Regions from separate parts of the Triticum aestivum genome. Here region 2 is linked to region 1. Evidence: chromatin contacts called from public Hi-C data. All regions are on one chromosome and are shown on one strand. The core of a region is the stretch at or near the end of the contact, and the rest is flanking DNA. Distances in the headings are between cores, read along the strand shown. Region 1 has its middle 12 kb from the start of LOC123164602. Region 2 has its middle 150 kb from the start of LOC123170280.

Region 1 (7,652 bases), core at 3,047-5,546:
CACTTCTCAAATTAAGCTTATCTCTTTCTTCTTTCTCATCAGATACCAGAAATTCGACTAGTGTTTGTCTTTAGGGTTAGAAAAATATGAAAAATCTTGCGCCGATCTCAACTTCCAACCGATAGTCATCGGCGTCGCGCCGGAACTAACCATCTTTTAGACAACTGAGAATTAGCAAAAGCTATATTTTAATATTATTTTGCAGGGTAAAAGGAAATTTATTTCATAGTAATTGAGTTACAGTCTACTAATACAAGATCATGAATGAAAGGGGGCCACAAAAAGGGGGACAACGCCTCAACCAACAAGCGATGCTGCAAGCCGAGCATAATTAGTGAGACCATGTGAAACCCTATTTTGTGATCTAACTATCTTAACCGGAACATGTTACGCAATCCCGGGTCTGCTAACACCAGCGTTTCCGACTCACCTGCGTCAGCAGGCCCAACCGGGGAGCAACACCGACTTATGACAGGCCTTGGGCCCTCTCCCCCCAAAAGACTAGCCTGTTAGGAGGGGACACCCCGCCCTTATAAATCGTGTTATGCCTCCTCCCACAACCGATGTGCACTAGTAGAAAAGGGGGCTTTTGTTCCGGTTGGTAAGGGCCTTTAGTCCCGGTTTTTGAACCGGGACTAAAGGGTCGTTACTAATGCCTCCCCCCTTTAGTCCGGTTCTTACACGAACCGGGACTAAAGGCCGTCCACGTGGACGCAGCCTGGAGCTCCACCTTTAATTTTATGATATTTTTTTTGAAATTTTTTTTGCGATTTTTTTTTAATTTTTTTATTTTCAAATTTCTGAATTATTTTAACCTCTAATCTCTAATCACCACCCCTCATCACTGCTCAATTTATCCTCTACTCTCTAATCACCCTTCATCATTCCAAATCATCTAACTTCCCGGACCACCCATCCTCTCACTACTCCAGCCTGAGCACGCTTAACTTCCGGGTTCTATTCTCCCTCGTTTCCAAGTCTGCATTTGTTGTTTTCCTGACAATAGTAAGATGCCAATTCTATTAACCCTCAGGAATTTAGCTTGAGCATGAAGTGACACATTTCACTGTTTGAGTTTGAAACTATTGTTTTAAAAAACAATAATTATTTAGTAACACTAATATTTCTGGAATAATTAGTTTGACCATTGTTTGACCACTGTTTGACCACAGTTTGACCAGATTTGACCAAAATTAAAAAAACTGAAATAATTATTTAGTAACACTAATATTCTAGAATAATTAGTTTGACCATTTTTTGACCATAATTTGAATTTTTTTGAATTTTTTTGCCTCTCCAGATCTTAAAAGCCCCGTATCTTTTTTCTATTAGGTTTTTGAGGATTTTGAAAATGTTTAACAGGGTTGCCCCGTTAAATTCGGATGTAACTTTTCGAGTAGATGATTTTTCATATAAAAAACTTTTTCATCCGAGTTCGTATGCAAAAGTTATGCCCATTTTTAGAAATTCCAGAGAGATTTTGCAAATAAAGTCGAAATTCATATTTGTTAATTTTCCCAACAATAGACCACATATCACATGGGAAACTTATTTTATTTTATTTTTTTGACATTTCCATCATTTTCTTTTGTTTTTTCTAAAACTGAAAAGGCGGTCGGGGGGGGGGGGGGGTAGAGTTTGATGGGCCCTTTAGTACCGGTTCGTGCCATGAACCGGTACTAATGCCTCAAAGCCCATTAGTATCGGTTGGTGGCACCAACCGGGACTAAAGGACTAACCTTTAGTCCCGATTAGTGCCATCAACCGGTACTAATGGGCATCGCACCCTTTAGTCCCGGTTCGTGGCACCAACCGGGACTAAAGGGCCCAGGTGAACCGGGACTAATGCCTTAGCCGCACGAACCGGGACCAATGCTCACATTAGTCCTGGTTCGTGACTGAACCGGGACTAATGTGAATATTGCCCTGTGACGAAAGCCCTGTTTTGTACTAGTGGTGGGACTAAACCCAACAATCTTCCCCTCACACATCGGTCACCCATGGGCCCGCTAACACCAGCGTTTCCAGCCCACTAACCATGACCGACCACCCGTGAGTTCACCGAGATTTATTCCGGGCACCTGGGCTCTGATACCAATTGTTACGCAATCCCGGGTCCGCTAACACCAGCGTTTTCGACCCACCTGTGTCACCAGGCCCAACCGGAGAGCAACACCGACTTATGACAGGCCTTAGGCCCTCTCCCCCCAAAAGACTAGCCTGTTAGGAGGGGACACCCCCGCCCTTATAAATCGTGTTATGCCTCCTCCCACAACCGATGTGGGACTAAACCCAACAGAACAAACTCCCACTACCAGTTTTTTTGCGGGGGAAGCTCCCACTCTACCATGTGAAGCTTGATTTCATTTATGAGGTGACCATGTGGTGATTTAGAAAGCGTAGCATCGATAGAGATGATAATGCTCCCACCGAGTCTGATTGCACCAAAATAGGTGGATTAGACCATTGGAGGGCCAGCGTTGTGTTTTGATTTTCGGTTTGAGATTTTTTTCGCCTAGGCCGAGATGGCCGAATTTCGGCCATTTTCAAAAAATTGGCTGAAATTTAATCAAAATTTGCCAAATTTGACCAATTTCGGCCTAAAGATACTTTCCGCCCCAAGCCGAGATGGCCGAAATCCCTTTTTGTCGGCCGAAAATCGGAACACAGGGCCAGCGACATCCCCTATGTATCTCCGATTTCAGTGCGTCATTGCAAAAGAACAGAAGATGGCATGCAACAAAGATCACATCTCCTGCATTGTTCTTGAGAATCGTTCCAGCCTCGACCAAGCCGTCATCCGGCAAGAAGAAAGAGCCCTCCATCGAGAGGGCGACACCTTGACGCCTGAAATGCAAAGCGTCCACAGGAGACTTGCCGTTCAAAATTTGTTCAATGCTCAAGTGCTTCAAATCTCGCAGTGGGCTCATATAGCTGCACAAAAAATTCTTCAACACTTTCGTTGGAGGAATACTCCTCCCGTGGACTAGATCGGTACGAAGGTTTTAAATCCTCCCATATAGTTTTTCCGTTACATGCAAGCAATTTAATGCATGCATGAGCCCACGATTTTACGCGTACGGGACTGCCGTAATTAGAGGATCAATTTTTACGTGGAGTCAGTCGTGGGATGACGCCGTAATTAACGGATCGAACCTCGTTTGTCTAGTTATTTCTATTTTCTGTTCGACGGAAAGAAAGGAAAGGAAAACGGCCCAAGATTTTCTGTGTGCGGGCGGGCAGCCACGATCACCCCCGCGTGCAACCAGTGTTGTCGTGGGCTTATGCCGCTGCTAAAAATACTGAAGATTCTGAAAATACTGACGAAACTGAAAATACTGCAGATTCTGAAAACACTGACGAAACTGAAAATACTGAAGATTCTGATGAAACTGAACCACGACGAGTTTAACACTTACTGTCGTGCTCCTGTACTGCTTCGTAGCGCGCGTGCGTTTGCAACTCGATCGTCTGCTGGTGCCCTTCGTTACTCCTGTGCTGAAGATGCATGTGCAGCGTGTATCCTTCTGCAGCTCGCCATGGCCACCGTGCTTCTGTGGGCACCGACGCAAGCGAACATCACGGGGAGAGGCACAAGGAGACCATAGCATGCGCACGCAGGAGGAAGGCCGCACCCTCTTTACTGGTGCATGTAGCCGGGGACACGACAACGGCGACGAATTTGATGGCGGCAGACGACGGACGTGGTCGACGAATTTGATGCGTGTGTCGTCTTTGTTGCGATCTTGACTAATTTATTGCGCAGGGAGGACGATGCCGATGCCGTGGTTCTCGGAGACATGGTGGTTCACCTGAGGGTCGCCGGTGGCTGCGACGACGACTAACGCAGCGGTGGCGACTGTGTTTTCTTCTCGGTCCGCTCGGTCGGCTCGGTCGGCTCGGCCAAAATCCAGAACGGACCGAAAGTTTTTCGGGCCGTTATTCACGGACCGGACCGCCCCTTTTCTTCAGCGGGCCAGGACCGATCGGTCCGGTCCTTAGCGGGCCACGAGCGGGCCGAAAAGCTCGCTCGCTACGTCCACCCTGAATCATGTCACCAACCTCGCTAGGGTGAAGCGCCAAGGGGTGCAGCAACCATCCTTCACCAGAATTCGGAATTTGCTCCTTCGGGGCTATAGGCCAGATTCCCCCAATTGCAACCTGTAGAACTGTAGAATTATCACATGTAATTTTTTTTAGCTGTGAAAGGAATCTAGGGAGCAGGACGTCTGGTCAGGTTAGGTCATGAACAATGAGATACGTCAAATCAAGTCCCGTACGTAAGATGCTCTCGTGCGCGGTCTTCTCGTTGAATTTGCACATAGCCATCAACTTCATTTGAACACTTCAACGTCCTTCCTTCATGGTATATCTCTCTCCGCTGGTGCTAGTCGAGCCCACATGAACGCGCGTGAAAAACAGGGACAACGTTTGTACGGTTTTTTTTGGCAGGTCAAAAGGGAATTTTATTAACTCACAGAAATATTGTCAGCGTTACAACGACTCGCCACCTCATCAGGTCCTGAACGCAACCATACTGCAGTGCGCATTTCCCTTCAACCATAACTAGCCATGTAGTGGCTCGCAACATTTTGTTTTGGTTCACATGAGTGATCTCAACCTTTCTATTCTCCTTCAACAAGTTTTTTAGGGGAAAATTACTGACACTTTATTACTTACAGCCGTGACAATGTCGGTAAGATAGTTCGGAGAAATAGTAAACCAAGTCTTACACATCTTATTTAGGCAGCCTTTCCTAGTTAGATTATGCACCGCCCGGTTGGCAGAGCGTCTAGCTTATCACACTTGAAAATCACCCGTCGAGGCGAGAAGTTCCTTGACCTCTTCGAGGTGAGGGCCGTACCTCGAGCTATCCAACTCCTTTAGCTTTAGAGCTTGCATCGCCCCTGGTTGTTTGTCTCCAGCATGATCTTTTAGGCGCCAACTTCCAACGCAAGCTGGACTCCTCGCCGGCACGCCATGAGTTCTGTATGCATGGAATCAGCGGCAGAGGAAAGAAATGGCATGAGCCTGCCATGAACATACCATGATGGTCGCGAACGGTCGCTCCCCCGCCGCCTGAGCCATCCACCTTTGCAATTGCCCCGTCAATGTTCACCTTGAGCCAACCTAGCTCAGGAGGATGCCAAGGCTCCGTTAGCTTTCCTCCCTGAACGACCAACGAGGAGGAATGAATTTCGGGCCACTCCTCTAGCAGTCGCCAAAACCGGTCAACCAGTAAACGCGCTTCCTCAGTCAGTTTCCTGTCCCGAGTTGCGTTTCTAGACAGCCACATGTGATATAACATCATGATCATCACACATATATCCGCTTCTCTCGCTTTAGCAAACCAATCCAGCAGACAACTCTTTAACTCTTGATGCAAAGACACAATGGTGGGAGGGGAGAATACATCATCCCCTCTATCTGCGTTGACCAAGTACCAGCAGCGGTGAGCATATGGACATGTCCAAAAGCGGTGAAGAGTTGTCTCATCCCGCGCGCAAACTGGAAAAAAGCACCCTCCTTAATATGGCGCCTATGCAACTCTGCTCCCACCGCTAGCCCGTTATGGATGAGCCTCCATGTGTGAATTTTAGCCTTGGTCGGAACCTCCGAGCCCCATAGCTCCAACCAGCCTTTGTGTTCGGACACCGAGGAGGATCTCTCGGGGCCACACACCTTCACCCGCTTGAGATCCATGCAGAGATGGTAAATGGATCATACGAAAAAATCGTTCTTAGTGTGGTTCCAGGTTGGGTAGTCCTCCCTCCTCGGCCCTCCAATTGGTACATGCAAGATGTCATCCATGTCGCTCCTGTGGAAGGAATGCTCCAACGATGCAACATCCCACTCCTTCCCAGTGTAATTGACCAAATCATCCAAGGGGATTACTCACACATCACAATCAGAGCACATACGGAAAACATTGTAGATGGCATTGAAGAGGAATGATTGTATAGAGTCTTACAATGTCACTATATGTGATGGATCGATTACAAGTATGGCAAACTATGGGGAGAATGTCTAAGGAGATGGTGGCGGCTAGGGTTTCTGGGAATGATGATGGTGATCCTATGCTCTTGTTGGCGATGTTCTAGGCGTTTTGTTATGAATGGGGCCGAGCCTGTTATAAAGTGTGTCAGGCACTGGCGGAGGACAACAAGGCCAAATGGGCCATGGCCCGCCTAGCTCATGGCCAAAACTGTGGAGGGTAGAGAAAAAGCTGGCCTTTTGAGAGAGAAAAAATGTGTTTCCTTCATCTTGGTCCACCAAACAAATTTTTTGTAGCTCTGCCATTGGTGTCAAGGATGACGCCATGGAGCTGCTCGCACCTAGTACGAGCACTTTATGAGTGGGTGTGCTTGTACCAGGCGCCGTCTTCTCTCCTGGATCCTCCGTGATGCATCCAGTTGGCTTGGCTTGATCTCCACACTTTATATTTCCATGTATAGGTCCATTTCCTGTGGAAATAATTACACAAAGGGATTTGCAATCTTTTGTATTTGTTAGTCATTAGCGATAAGGTCAGAGTGATTTTTTTGGAATATCCAATATTATCTAGTTTAAACAATAGTGAAATGAGCGTTGTTGAGTATATGTGTTATGTGCATATTGTGTATCGGGCCCACCTCCTAGTTCCTTATATGGTCGAGGTCGTTGTCCACCATTGTACATCATATATACGTGCGATTGCACCCGGTCAATACATCATGCAATTCCATCATCATACATGGTATCAGTTTTCGGGTTTCAACCCTAGCTCCCGCTGACCATTGCCGCCGCTGCCGCCGTGTTCCTCCCTCGCGCCGCCGCCGCAGCGTCTTACCCCCCCCGCCGCCGCGCTCCCTCCCACCGCCGCTGTGCTCCTCCCTCTCCGCCGCCGCGACCTCTCGCCGCCGTCTTTCCCTCTAGCGCCGGCGCCGCCTCCCACCCTCGCCGCCGCCACCTATCCTAGCCGCCGCGACCCCTCTCCCTGCCACTACAAGCCGCCGCCACACCCCCTACAGCCGTCGCCCTTAACCTTAATCTTCCCGCCATGTCTTCCGTCACCTCATCCGCCTCCAACCCGTTCGTCGACGCCACCCCCCCCCCCCCCCCCCGATGCCGCCGACATCGGCAACCTCAACATCTACGAGCGGGTTCCGGTCCGCCTTGCTCAGACGGACTCCTCCTACTACGCATGGAAGACATACTTCTTCCTCGTGTTCTGGGAGTACAACCTCCTCGACCACGTGGACGGCTCCGTTGACTCCAGCCTCGTGCCCGCGCATCATGAGTGGTCCACCATCGACACCATGCTCATCCGATGGTTCTTCCTCACCATCTCGCCGGACCTGTTAAACACGGTCGTGCAGGACGGTGATGATGCCCTCGCCGTTTAGACTAAGCTGAACGGACTCTTCACCGACAATCGTCTCCAACGTCTTGTTTTTTTGCAGCAAGAGTTTTTTGGGTGCCACCAGGACAACTCCTCCATCGACGACTACTTTCGCCGTCTCAAGACTCTCACTGACGAGCTCCGCGATATCGGCGCAAAGATCGATGACGATCTCCTCCTCAGCACGCTCACCGCGGGCCTCACCGAGGACTTCGGCAACACCGCGGCGAACCTCACGCTCATCCCCGAGCCCTCCTTCGCCAAGTTTGTG
Region 2 (7,652 bases), core at 1,384-3,883, 170 kb after region 1:
GTACCACTGAAGTAGTGAGTACGGCAGCTAGTGCTTCAATCTTTTCTGAATACTCACTGAGGTTAGCTTTTTAAACACTAAACCAAGAAATAAAGTCATGAACGAGCATGTTCTAATCATGGGGAAATACACTAAAACATTAAAAGGTAACTTGCTTTGCTCCACGTATTAGTATGACCGACATTCTCATCATCAAAATGCAGGGCATCATGGGAAAATGGCATCAGAAATTTAGCCTGAACCTCATATTTCATTTCGCTTGTCAAGTAAAAAGTGTATCTTTACATATACAACGTCCATATTTTCATGAACAATTTGCTAATAAAACCAAAAGTGCAAGAGCATCCAGATTTTTGTAAGGGTGCATCAGCCAGTGTACTCTCACATCATGACCTAAATTAAGGTACTCGATGTTAAACGCACCTTTGCCGGTCTTCGTTGGAGAGAGCAATATCGTCCATGGGGCTGCGGACACGGGTCCATCTATTGCTGTGCCGATTACTTGTCAACATAGGCTGCTTCAGTCCAGAGTTCAGACACATATATAAAAGAACAGGGCAATGGCTGCTTCAGTCCAGAGTTTCCTTTGCACTACACATAGCCTCTAAATTAGACTGATGTTCTATAAATCCGTGTAAATCATATGGGATAACCTCTACAGTGTATATAATCTATAAAAGCTGAAACACAATAATCCTTGTTAAGCCTATAGAACCTGCCAAGTGACAAATTGGAATGAGAAAATAGAGGTACTTTGATAACCCAATCAACATGAAAAATATGATGATAAATCAATGGTATATAAGAAGTTCAGGAAAAACTCATCCTTTTGTTCATGCCGTTGTTGGGCTTGATTACGTCGGAGAAATTGTGCTATCTATCTTGTCAGCTTGTCAAGGAGGAACTTCAATTGCAGCGTTATCATTAACAACATTCGGACTGTCAACAGAGGGAGTATCTTGAGACAGTAGTTTGGTATCAGCTTCATGCTCATCTTGAACCGGCAGTGTCCCTGGGTGAAGTTTTCTATTTCTTATTCTTCTGCACAAGCTGCTCACTGGCAGTTGGAATGTCTTCTGCATCAATCCATTCAGCTCGAAGTTCCTTAGGCGTATCCTGAACAATGAAATTGTTTGGATCCAACATGGTTCGCTTATGATCAACCTTTTGTTCAAAAGGGACTTCAGACTTTCATATACTTGATAAATAGACTATTCTGTCACTTTCTTGCAGATTACACCAACCAGCAATAGACAAAAAACTGCAAGAATATTCCAAATTATTATGCAAAATTCCATAGCTAAGGAACAAAGCTCAATGAGAAAAACTGTTGCAAAAACATTACGAACCTAATAAACAAAAGTTGTGGGCATTCATTGGGTAGCTGATGCCGCTGCACTGGGTAGCTGCTCCCTTGGGCGCGCACACAGCCGTCAGCTCGAACGCGAGCTGCTCGGGCGCTCCCCCGGACGCGCGCAGCCGGCTGCTCCCTCGGGTCCAGCAGCGGTCGCGACGCGATGCGAGCAGCAGCTCGGACGCACGCTGCGCGTCCCCGTCAGCCCGGGACGCCGCCCGAGCGGGAGGCACCGGCGGACCGGAGAGGCGAGCAGCAGCACGACCCAGCGGCAGCACCGAGCGGCAGCAGCATCATGCCCAGGACAGGGGCGCACGACAGGTGCGGCGCGTCGCGGCTGCAGTTCAGGGGCGGCAGCAGTTCTCGGCCGCATTCATGCGCGGCCGCCGTGGCGTGCTCCTCCTCGCGCAACTGGTCCATGGCCGTCGGCGCACGGCAGGGCAGGGGCGGTAGTAGTTCTAGGCCGCATCCATGGCCGACGGCACGCGGCAGGCGGCGTGCTCCTACTCGCGCGGCCGATGCGGGAGAGGGAAGAGAGGAATCAGGAGAGGTGCTCACGGGCGGCGCAACTCGTCTCCTCGGTGGCCAAGCGGCTCGCCGGGGTGGCGAGGAAGGCCGGCTACAGGGAGAATCAGTAGGGGGCGCGAAGTGATCCGTTCCCATGAGCGGCAGACCGGGGAAGGCGTCGGAGTTGGCCGGAATCGGGCTGTCAATATTAAGGACGGGTGCCACCGCCGTTGAAGCGAGGGGATCAAAGGTCGGGGAGGCTCGCCGTCTAGGATCCAGGACCAGCGCGGACGCAGCAGCGGCGCTCCCAAGCTCGGGCGCACCACTGCGTGGCGGAGGGCCGGCGAAGGCCATGCGGCGGGAGGAACGGCGGGAAGGGCATTCCAGACGGAGCGTCTGGATAAGATAGAGGATAGGAGCTAGGGTCGAATTCTAATAAATTCAGGGGTCAATTTGTAAAATCGAAGCGATTTCCCAGATATCACTTGAAGAGGGACCGCGGGTGCAATTGCTGAAAAATAGGAGGGCCTATTTGCAAAACGACTGCGACGAGTGAACGGGCAGAAGCCATAGACGCTTTATTATTATAGGTAAAGATAAAGATTATTATTATAATTATAATATTAACCAATTAATTAATTAATTAGGTAAAGTTAAAGATAAAAATAAAGATAGATATAAATAAAATAAACGCGGGCCTGGCCCAGGCGTGCGTTTAGCCACGTGCCGTGCCGGGTATGCGTCACGCCAGGCACGGCCCTAGCCACAAATCGAACCCTAACTACCGAAATCTCATCCCCCCATCCCAGCCGCCACACCGCCCACAGCGCAGGCACAGGCGAGCAAGAGAAGGCAACGGCGCGACGGCGCGACAACGGGGCGGCCGCAAGAGCAGCGGATCAGCGCGCGGGGTGCGGCGGCGACTCTGCGCGTGGGCGGTGGCTCGCGAAGAGCATCAAGGCACAGATCTCGGTGAACGACGAGCATTCTGTCGTCGAAGATGGTGCACGTCGAGCTCGACCTTGCGGACGAGTGGTCCGAGTCCGACGTCTCGGAAGATGTCTCCGACTCCGAAGTGGGCGACGGCCTGGACTGGCTCGACACCGTCGAGAGCCATGATGGTTCAGCCCGGCTATCCGCCGCCTTCTCGACCGTCGGAGGCGCGGCAGCGGCGCGGAGGCCGAATGCGCACGGCGGCGTGCTCTCCCGCCCCTTTCAGCCGCTCTCCAATCGCACGCAGAAGCTCGCCTCCCACATCCGGGCCACGCCCTTGGAGGTATGCAGCGTCAACTTTTCGCCTTAGAGATCCTAGCGTGGTGAATTATTTGCTTGTGCATGATATCTACAGTCTCGTGTTATGGTACGTTGTGTTCAATATCTTATGTGATGGATTTTGTATTATTTATAAGGAGTGGGAAGGTAGAATGAACGTGGGGATGTCAAATTCGGTAACGACTGCAATCAGGGACAGCATAAGGGATACATCAATTGGCAAAATAGGAACCATGAGAAGGCCGATCGTGCTACGGTGGAACAGGTCTTTACATGCTCTCTGCTAAGTGATATTTTATTCTGTCCTATGCCTTTTGGAGCGGAACATGTCTGCTTGCACTTGCAATCTTGCATAATCCTAATGTACCATTCCACTCCCTTTCAATCGAGCTGGCATTTGTTTCAAGAGTCTGCTTGGTTAGAAAGTATCTTCTTGTACTGGATACACAAGAAGTCAAATTAAGTCATTAAGAATTTGTTTTAGTGCATTTTACATACCATTCTGCCTTTTATTGCACTTTTTTATGGAACTCTGTTTAATTCCCAGCTATATGTATGATCTAAATGGCACCATGAGTCACCAACTCTTTTTCTTGCAGTAATGTTGGCTACTTAAGTGAAATTGTCTGAGGTGATGCTATCTAAATTATTTTCCTGATTCCTGATTGCAGTTTTTCGTTAGACATGACTACCACGTTAATTATCTTTACTTTTGTATATACGGCTGAGGGGTAGAAGTTTCTTCTCTTATACTCCCTCTGTCCCAAAATTCTTGTCTTACATTTGTCTAGATACGGATGTATCTAATACTAAAGCGTGACTTGATACATCCATATTTAGACAAATCTATAAGACAAGAATTTTGGAACAGAGGGAGTACAAGCATTAACCATGCTCTTCCTGATGCTTAATGAAGTATCGGTTACTTTACATTTATCTAATAACTTCATCAGCGAAGTAATTCATTTATATGCAGGCCATTGACCCAAGAACACGCATGGTTTTGTTCAAGATGTTGAATAGTGGTGTTTTTAATAATATAAATGGCTGCATTTCTACAGGAAAAGAGGTAAACACTAAAATGCAGTGCATGTGCTACTGAACTATTTCCTTCGATCTGTGTATTTCTCTTTACTGCAGACCTAAAAGCATTAGAACATTAATAAATGAAATACAGCTCCTTGTTCGGTAAATAGAATAAAGAGAATTCTGCTCTATCTGCTGGTTTCAGTTATCTGTTTTCCCAATTGGGTATATCTACTTCCATATTCAACATTAATCCACTTCCTGTGCAGGCAAATGTCTATCATGCAACAAAGATAGATGGCCAGGAGCTAGCAATCAAAATCTATAAAACCTCTGTCCTTGTCTTTAAGTAAGATTTGATTCTTTACACTTGTTTGTTGCTCCCTATAGATTCTTGTTGAAACATATTGCAGTACTGTGTCATGTGATATGCTCTTTATCCTTTTCGTACTTGTTAAAAAGAATTGTTCTGAAAAGGTTTGAATGACATTTGTTTATTGCAGGGATAGAGACAGATATGTTCAAGGAGATTATCGTTTTAGATATGGTTACTGCAAGCATAATCCCCGGAAAATGGTTAAGACCTGGGCTGAAAAGGAAATGAGAAATCTTAAACGGTGGGATATATTTTTCATACCTTATTCATAATTTCGTATTGCTGTTACTCTAGTATAAGTTAGGAAGCTACTATTGCGGGGTTTAATTAGTAAGTTGGGGGAGGTCTGGCGCAGCGGTAAAGCTGTTGCCTTGTGACTATGAGGTCACAGGTTTGAGTCCTGGAAACAGCCTCTTGGAGAAATGCAGGGAAAGGCTGTGTACAAAAGACCCAAAGTGGTCGGACCCTGCACAAGCGGGAGCTATGTGCTCCGGGCTGCCCTTTCTTTAAAAAAAAGTCTTATCGCTCCTTAATCTCTTGTTCTCCTATAATTTCTAGTATTTAAATCCATCTATTTCTTTGTTACCCTCGTTACAGAGTGGCAGCAGCTAAAATTCGATGCCCAGCACCATTGCTCCTGAAGCTTCATGTATTGGTGATGGAATTCATAGGTAATTCCACAACTTACCTATGTAGCATTGGTATATTTGTAGTTATTTATTTTTAGTTGGAAACATGCTTATCTTGCTGGCAGGATAAAATTATAGTTGATATATGTTCTGATACAAATTCTTTTGTTATCCTTCAGGGAAAGGAGGTTGGGCTGCTCCTCGTCTTAAGGATGCTGCTTTGTCGGTTGACAAGCTGCATGAAGCTTACTTTGAGGTACATTCGTACATGACAAGTCAAAACAGTTTTCTCTCTTAACTGGATAGCTATAAATGGATCTGTACCATTACCTGCTGTATTGATATCTAACTGGATGGTTCAAAGTTGGAACTCGATATATTTTTATACAACTTAACATGTAGATCATAATTCACATTTGAGTATAGTTTGTTGCAAGGGATGGTGATGACGTGATGGTACAAGAACCTTCTGAGCTATAACGACTTCTTAATGTTGTTTTCATTGCAGTCAATTTTCTTATCCTCCTAGGCTCGGCTAGTTTCCTTATCCTTCGCACTCGTCGAGTCAAATGCGAAGACCCTTGCTCATTTTCCACTACATCCGGGCGCCGATGTAGCGCGCCACTAAGGATGCGACGACCCGATCCTTGCTCACTTGCCACCGTATCCGGATCAAGATACGGCGCGCCACCTGGGGGGTGACGGCCCGACCCTTGCCCATTTTCCACCACACCCGGGTTCCGATGTGGCGCGTCGCTGAGAGGGTTACGCCCCAACGAAAGCACTTCAAAATTTTAGTGAAGTCCTACAATACTACGTGTTACAGTAGTCTAGTTTTTCTGGACAGAAGAATGGTCAATGTTTTGTAAAACATAACTTCTTTTAGGTGGCTTTGTAGTTCCTCCTATTATAATGGCCATTTACATTTCCACAAGTCCTCGTGCAAAATATATTTTATTCACATTGTAGTCCCAGGCCCAAGCTTCCATTTATTCTAGTGCTGATGTGTATTATAATATTCTCTGTACTGTTAGTCATTATAGATTTTATCATACACTAGACTTGGGTTAAGAGAATCAAGCCAGATGAAAGCTCTCATTATTGATTGCAGTATTTGTGTATCATTTTCTGTTTCAGTTTTCTCATGTACTCCCTCCGTTCCAAAATATAAGTCTTTGTAGAGATTTCAAATGAACTATCACATACGGATGTATATAGACATATTTTAGAGTGTAGATTCACTCATTTTGCTCCGTATGTAGTCATTTGTTGAAATCTCTAGAAAGACCTATATTTAGGAACGGAGGGTGTACTTACTGCACCATGTTTTCAGATTGTTACGATAATGAGGACACTTTATCAAAAGTGCAAGCTGGTCCATGGCGATTTGAGTGAATATAACATTCTTTATTTTAAGGTAATGAAAACTTGTTAATTGAGCTTTTTTCCATTAATCTTACCATTGTTCCAGAAAACCTTTTCTTATATCCCTCTTCTGTTGTGCAGGGCCACTTATATATCATTGATGTTTCGCAATCTGTTGACGTTGATCACCCTTTGGCGTTGGACTTATTAAAGGAAGATTGTTTGCATGTTTCTGTAAGTGAAAGCTGGATAGATCACCACCCATGTGTATATTAATAAATCGGAAATGCTATTTGGCGAACGTTCGCCAGGAGCCTAATCCTGGTGAACGCCTTCGCTGCCCTCGCAAGGATGTTGGCGCAAGGCCAACTCCACGTCAGCTCTCTGGAATCGTTAGCTGTGAACGGATCCCTGGCGAACGTTCCTTTTTTCATTTTTTCAAGAAATCAGGAGTGATGCGCGGCTGAAGGGAGTCGAACTTGCCACCTCCAGCAGGAGTATTAAGCATGCTCACCACTGGGCTGAAGCTAGGCTGCGTTAACAGTTGTGCTCAAACTTACTTTTATGTATTTGAGTGAACTGTTTTTTAAATTCGGGTCTTCATTTAAAAAAGTATGAAAATCCTGATTTGTTTCCATTTCTGAAAGAACAAAAATCCCTATTTTTTAGAGGGGATTTTTTTCTTCTAAACTTGCCATGTGCATTTTTATTATAGGTAGGATGGCAATTCATAGGCCTTCTTTTATTATAGTTTTATTCTTTGAAGAGAATGGCATTTTGTTATCAGTAACTTGGCAATTTTTATTTATCAAGAGTTTTAATAGTCAAATAACATGGAATTTTGTATTTTAAGAGGATGGTAGTTTAATAATGATAACATAACATTTTTATTATTAAGAGGATGACAGTTTTATTACTAAGAGCATGACATTTTATTATCAATAACATGGTAGTTTATTATTAAGAGCACGGCATTTTTAATAGTCTATAGCATGACATTTTTGTTTTTAAGTGCATGGCAGTTCAGTAATGAACATGGCATTTTCATTATTAAGAGGATGACAGTTTTATTTTTAAGAGTGGCATTTTTATTTATCATTAACATGCCAGTTTTTTTAAGATC

What was found. Hi-C and Micro-C count contacts between places; a contact is called where the count stands out from the background.
Region 2: a contact with region 1 is called in a Hi-C map of leaf, with 3 times the contacts expected there. The contact joins two enhancer-like sites. A contact is called at or near these places in 2 of 5 Hi-C or Micro-C datasets (both in leaf).

What each region holds. Positions count from the first base shown.
Region 1 is chr7D:406,167,120-406,174,771 of IWGSC CS RefSeq v2.1, forward strand. No RefSeq gene overlaps it. Among protein-coding and RNA genes, the nearest start is that of LOC123164602, 12 kb to the left of the region's middle. Within about 2 kb of position 4,297, at least 1 of the 8 cell types and tissues checked has an H3K27ac peak or open chromatin away from gene starts, as enhancers often do. A contact at or near this core is called in leaf, where this site is marked.
Region 2 is chr7D:406,334,163-406,341,814 of IWGSC CS RefSeq v2.1, forward strand. It overlaps the pseudogene LOC123168102. Among protein-coding and RNA genes, the nearest start is that of LOC123170280, 150 kb to the right of the region's middle. Within about 2 kb of position 2,634, at least 8 of the 8 cell types and tissues checked have an H3K27ac peak or open chromatin away from gene starts, as enhancers often do. A contact at or near this core is called in leaf, where this site is marked.